2 separate regions of the Gossypium arboreum genome follow, and region 1 is linked to region 2. Evidence: chromatin contacts called from public Hi-C data. All regions are on one chromosome and are shown on one strand. The core of a region is the stretch at or near the end of the contact, and the rest is flanking DNA. Distances in the headings are between cores, read along the strand shown.

Region 1 (3,147 bases), core at 581-3,080, 180 kb after region 2:
ATATATTTAAATAATTTTTATTCTAATCTTCTACTTTAATGTTATTCTTGTCATCTTTTCTTTAATATATCATTCTCGTCATCAGCTTCAATCAACATTGGACTTATGATGTAATTAATTACTTTGAAGTTGTAAATTATATAAAACAACTATAAATTATAACAATAAATAATAATTTATTATTGTAAAATGGAGATTTTATAAAATTAAAATTATAATTATAATAGTAATTAGAAAAATAGCATAAAGTAAATTAAAATTAGTAAGAATGTATAATTGTAAAGGAAAACTTTTGCCTAATAAATTAAAATGAAGGTAAGTTTAAAATAAATTTAGTATAATATGTATAATAAATTAAATAAATGTGTGATGAAATAATGTAAATAGTTGTATATGCTTAAAAATTTTGTGAGTTCAAAGCATTAAATTTGCATGGTTAAATTAAAAAAGTCTGTCTTTTGACATGGTGAATCTTTCGTTTTAGTTTCTCTTTTTCCGAGTCTTCAATTTTGTGTTACTGTTTTGTCTGGGACTGGAGCTTTTTCTCTAGGTTTTTTCTGTGTGATGGAAGAGGGTTTAGCTATCTTAATCTTCTTGACGAAGTGGAGGAGGCTTTCCATGGGGAAATTTCGTCAGTGCATCGGAGTTATCAATTTTGTTTAGTGGGGTGATGCTTGACTGATAGTATCATCCACTTCCCTTCCTTGCGCAATACTATAGTTTATCTTTGGCATCCGATTGAGGGAATTTTCATTTCGAATCTTGGGGAAAAAATGTTTCTTTTCTAATTTTTTCATGAAGTGGACATTCATCGGGTGCTTTCGGGGACACCATGGGTTTTCAATAATCATCTGATTATTCTTCGTAGAATCTAACAGGGGGAAGATCCAGCTGTTGTTCCTTTATTGTTAACTGAATTTTGGGTTCAAATACACGACTTGCCACTAAGGTTGATGACGGAAACAATGCAATACAGTTTGGAGAGTTTTTGGGACAGTTTCTTGAGTACGACACCTCTATTCCAACTATAGGGATTAATAAATTTATGCGTATTCGAGTTAGGTTGGATGTGTCTCTCCAATTGCAAAGGAAAAAGAAGATTCAAATCGATAAGGAAGGTACAGTTTATGCTTGTTTCCAGTATGAAAAATTGAGCCTCTTTTGCTTTATTTGCGGTAGACTGGGACACAGAAAGAGTTTTTGTCCTTTTCGTACCAGCCTGGATCCATCAAAAATAATTTTTGGTTGGGACATTTCATTACGAGTGGTGGGGCATCAGCGGAATCCTATGGTGAGTAGGTGGCTTCGAGAACCTGACGGTTTAGAATGCCATACTGCAGTTTTGGCAAGAAATCCCACGACCCAAATTCGAGGGAGAGAACTTGATGCTGGGTGTAATTTAAGGAGGGTGATGGGGAATCAATTGGATAAATCTAATATTATCTCTTTAAAATCTGGACAGAATATTTCTTTTAAAGTAGATAAGAATACCTGGCGAAATAATAATAGTATGGAATTAATTGGGGTTGAAAATGATAGTGGGCCCATGGATGGGGTGTTGACCGAAGAAAATGATCCCTTAGTTTCTTTGGAAGGAAAGAAACGACAAAGGTTAGTGGGGGATTCAACTCATGTCGTAGGGGATGTTGCTGAAGAAGACTCAATGATTTTAGCGGTGGCTCTGTAATGAAAATCATAAGCTAGAACGCCTACGGCTTGGGGAGACCGCAGACTGTTAGTAGGCTCAAAAATAAATTACGAGCCATTAATCCCCAGATTTTGTTTCTTATAGAGACAAAATTAAGTTCAAAGAAGATGGAGTTGGTGTGAATGAAGTGTGGATTTGCAAATGGTATTAATGTTGGTGCGTCGGGATCTAAAGGTAGTCTATCGTTAGGTTGGAAACAAAATTCCTTGATTTGGCTTCAGAGTTATTCTTCTTTTCATATTGACGTTGAGGTTCATGATAATGCTTGCGGTGAAGTTTGGCGTCTTATGGGGTTTTATGGGAATCTAGATGAATGAAATAGAGCAATATCATGGGAGTTACTTTGTCAGTTGGGGAATGACCAAATGTTGCCTTGGATTGTGGTTGGGGACTTCAATGAGATTATGCATTCTTTTGAAAAGCAGGGTGGCCGACTTCGTTGAGAACGTCAAATGTTGATTTTCGAGAAGTGTTGGAGGACTGCGGGCTTATTGATTTGGGATTTTTTGGTGGGTGGTTTACATGGGAGCACGGTCGTGTTTTGGCTACCAATATTCGGGAGCATCTGGACAGGGGAATAGCGACTCAAGATTGGATGTCTCTTTTTCCTAGTTACCATTTGGAGCATTTGAGTCACTCATTTTTGGATCATTGCCCGATTCTGTTGGACACACGTGGGCGGGGTGGTGAGTTTCAGCGTTCTAGGAACAGAAGTTTCCGTTTTAAAGTGAAATGGTGTCTAGAACATGATTTTGAGGCTATGGTACAAAGGAGTTGGGAAGATATAACTGAAACTGTCCCAAATAAGTTCATGCTTTTGGGGAAACGTTTTCAGCAGTGGAGTCGGTCTAGGAGTTGGGATCAAAAAACAATTCATAGGGATTTTGAAGAGCGTTTACATGAAGTTTATGACCAGGATCCTTCTGATGAGGTTCTTGTCGAAATCATTGAGGCCCAAATTGGCATTAATTTGGAGATTGACAAAGAAGAAATTTTCTGGGGGCAACGGGCTCATGCCAATTGGTTGCAAAATGGAGATAGAAACACCAACTATTTTCATAAAATTACGGTTTAGCATTTTCAACGAAGTAGGATTATGGGCTTGGAAGAAGAAAATGGTCATTGGGTTTCATCGAATGTGGGAATGCTTCGGCTTGCTTTGAGATTTTTTGAGAATTTGTTTTCGGCTTCTAATTCTGGTCATGACGAGCGACTGTTGGGCTTGGTAGAGAAGCAGATTTCACATAGCATGAATGAGAAATTGCTTCGTCCTTTTTTAGAGGTTGATATTAAGCATGCTATCATGGCAATGGCACCTTTAAAGGCTCCGGGTATTGATGGATTTCCAGCAGTTTTTATTAGAAATGCTGGCATATTGTTGACTTTGAAATCTCCAAGTACTGTTTGTCAATCTTGAAAGGAGAAACTGAAATGGGGGA
Region 2 (3,205 bases), core at 502-3,001:
CGATAATATAAAAAAGAAAAACTCAGAAAACATCTTCATCCTGCAGTTGTGCTATCTAGGAAATAATAACCTATTTCTAGAGACTAAAAGGTGGAAAGAATATCAAATGAGTGTAAACTGAATTAAACAAGAGAATTACCCTTCCATGAGAAGCCTCTTCCCTGACATAGGACCATAGACGTATGCCTAATCGCACCTAAGATTTCAAAATTACCAGACCAAGGTAACCAGCACAGGATATCAAGCATACTTGCTATACAGAATTAGTTATCTCTTATCTGGAATCAGTCAAGCAGGGTCTTCTATCACTTACCATCTGTATTGCTTCCATAAATGTAACACTGAATTCTTTAAGAATATTAGCATGGCTGTTTAACCTTCTTCTCCAAGCTTGTTTTGGTGGGGCAGCACTATCAAAATTAAACTATAGAGAACCAAACCAAAAAATCACTAAAATCAGTACAGAAGAAAGCTTAAATTAATCTGAAAAAAAGAAACCACGATTATCATGTCAAATAGAATAGTTCTCATATAAAAGAAATGTGGCAGTGAAACCCAAAATTAAATCAAAATGTCACTTTTAGTCCTTTTATTCAGTCATATGTATGCAGACGGAATATTGTCATATTGCTGATTTAAGATTATCAGATATGAAATAATATCATGAAGACCCAACTCCATTAATTTGAGACGAATCACTATCAATCTCTTCCCTACAGTTGAAACGAATACTGAAATGATTCTAAGTGGCATCAAGTTCAAAACGTTTTTTCTTACTTCAAACAATTTACAGGTTTTTGACCAGACACCAGCCGCAAAAATCAACTAATCGTATGTATGGCATGAATCGTATCAGGCCAGCGATCCTTTTTTTTTTTTTCCTGAATTTTGACGAGACGCAAGCTCGCAGGCAAGCTCTCAGTAATGGTAAATACAAAGAAAAAGGATCATTTCCAAATATTTAAGTAAAAAATTAATTAAATAGTTCCTAAGGCATGCCTTATATGCTATCTACAAAATCACGCGCAATGATTTAATTAAATAAGAGGCAGAAAATATACAAAATAAATAGTTCAAATTTCCTACAAAATGAATTTGAAACCTTATTACTTTAGGATAGAACTAATTCTGTGGAAAAACAACCTTGCTCCTCTTAACTTTTAGACTAATACTATTTTTTTTCCTCCGCTTTTACACATTTTCTCAGGAACCAAACAGAACGAAATCAACTTATAAAAAAAGAACGCCATAATCAACAAAGTTATTCCCGTTAATATTAAGGAAAAAAAAAGAGGCAAAACAAAAAACTGACCAATTGTAAAGTATTACGGCTGACATATTCTTCAGGCGGCCATGAATTCTTTTTAGAATGAAATAAGTTTCCAGTAACCATGTTGACTAATCAAAATTCAAATTTCCACTCCAATAATGTCCTTTCCCAAATTCATGCGATCAACAAAAGAGAAAGAAAAATAAATAAATGCAAAAGAACTTGGAAGAAAAAGCCTCCTATACTCTAAAGATCTCTTATTTATATTTAAAAAAAAAAAGAATAGAAAAGGAAAGGAAATGCTAAATCAGAGAATCGCGGGATCAGATATGTAGGGGTACTTTAGATTTCCGTGTAGAAAAACTGGAGAAGCGTTAAGCATTCGTGGCGGCTTTTTTGGGATATAAAAATGGAAAAAGAAGAGAAATAAAAATTTAAAATAAAAGAAAGAGAGAGAATGAAGGGGGGACGGGTGGAGCCGTAGTGTTGGCGCGTGGAAGATCCCTTTGGACTTTGGAGCCTTGTCAGCTCTCATGGATCGCCAGGTGGGTGTCAATGTCACAATAAAGTCCAATTTCTTTCATTTTTTATTTATTTGTTAATATCATATTTCATCCAAGTTCAAAATACAATAATAATGTTAGGTTCAAATTTTGGTTTATTATCAACTCGTAATTAAAACATTATTAAAATTATTACTAAAAACATATTTTTATAATAATATAATTTATTTTTAAATAGAAATATTTTAATAATTTTTCAATTTAGTTATATACATTAGTATTTTTTTTATCGGAGTATGTACATACACCAATTGGATTAAAAGCTTAAGATAAGTATAGATGTTGATAACTTGATTCTTAGCCAAGTGTTGTATTTTCAAAACATATAAATTAAAAACAACAAATATTTTTAAAATTTTATTAATTAAATTTTTTGAAAATGTGAAAAATTTTGAAATTTTAATTTTCCTAAAAGGAAAAAGAACAGGTAAAAGGGCGATGCGTGATAGCTGCCTCCAATGGGTGAGGATGTGGGGTCATCTTTCTTTTTGGTCTTAAAAAGAATATCGTGGAGTATTTTTCTAATTAAAATTAAAAAAGAAAACAAAAGTAAAAATAAGAAAATTTTTATTTGATTATTTGCTAATTTAGTGGGCGGTGCGAACTTGAGATAATATGCGGTTGTGTCGTGTGGTGTTTGTCTGGACCGCATCGCATAGCGTCCCACGCAGTGAGCAACTAACTAATTTTACTGTTTTTCCATTTTCCATACCACCTGCTCACGAGACAAATAACAAGATCCACTTGCTTGTTCATATGTTACTAATAACTTGAAAAGAATAAACTATGCTATTAATCATTAAATTATAGGTAAGTTTTTATTTTGGTCACTTAATAAAAAAGGTTATAATTTGATCACTGGACTATTCAAAAGTTTTCATTTAAATCACTATACTATTAAAATCAATGTTATATGATTTTTTTTTGTTCATACTATCTGCACCAATAGAAAGCTCTTTTTCCTCTTCTCTTTTATAGTTCAATTTGTTTTTTTTTTATGAAACAATTTTGGAAGCCACAATTTGCGAACTAAAATTCAAATAACTTTTTTTCTTTAATCTTTGACATTGACCATCAAATCAACTTGGATCTAAGGTATGTGCTACTCGTCGATAGGTACTGATCCACTATATCAATCATCGAATCGTCGCTTGGAGCTCGCTGGCGAAACTTTTTTGAAAAAAAAAATAATCTAGTGACTTAAATAAAAACTTTCGAATAGTTCAATGATCAAATTGTAACTTTCTTTAGTTAAGTGACCAAAATGAAAATTTACCCATAGTTTAGTGACTAATAGTGTAGTTTACCCATAAGTTGAAGAGTTAATTGCATTAGACATCATTAAATTATACTTTCATTCTAAATTGATCTT

The links. A called contact is a pair of places that touch in the nucleus more often than the background predicts.
Region 1: a contact with region 2 is called in a Hi-C map of leaf, with 4 times the contacts expected there. The contact joins the promoter of LOC108462490 here to the promoter of LOC108464583 in region 2. A contact is called at or near these places in 3 of 5 Hi-C or Micro-C datasets (all in leaf).

What each region holds. Positions count from the first base shown.
Region 1 is chr10:53,472,017-53,475,163 of ASM2569848v2, forward strand. It overlaps LOC108462490, which reads left to right and starts at 1,831. Exons shown (of 2, transcript XM_017762431.1): 1 at 1,831-1,882; 2 at 2,134-2,783. The coding sequence starts at 1,831. The coding sequence ends at 2,783.
Region 2 is chr10:53,290,436-53,293,640 of ASM2569848v2, forward strand. LOC108464583 reads right to left here and starts at 1,752. Exons shown (of 18, transcript XM_017764948.2): 1 at 1,313-1,752; 2 at 314-424; 3 at 140-196. The coding sequence starts at 1,393.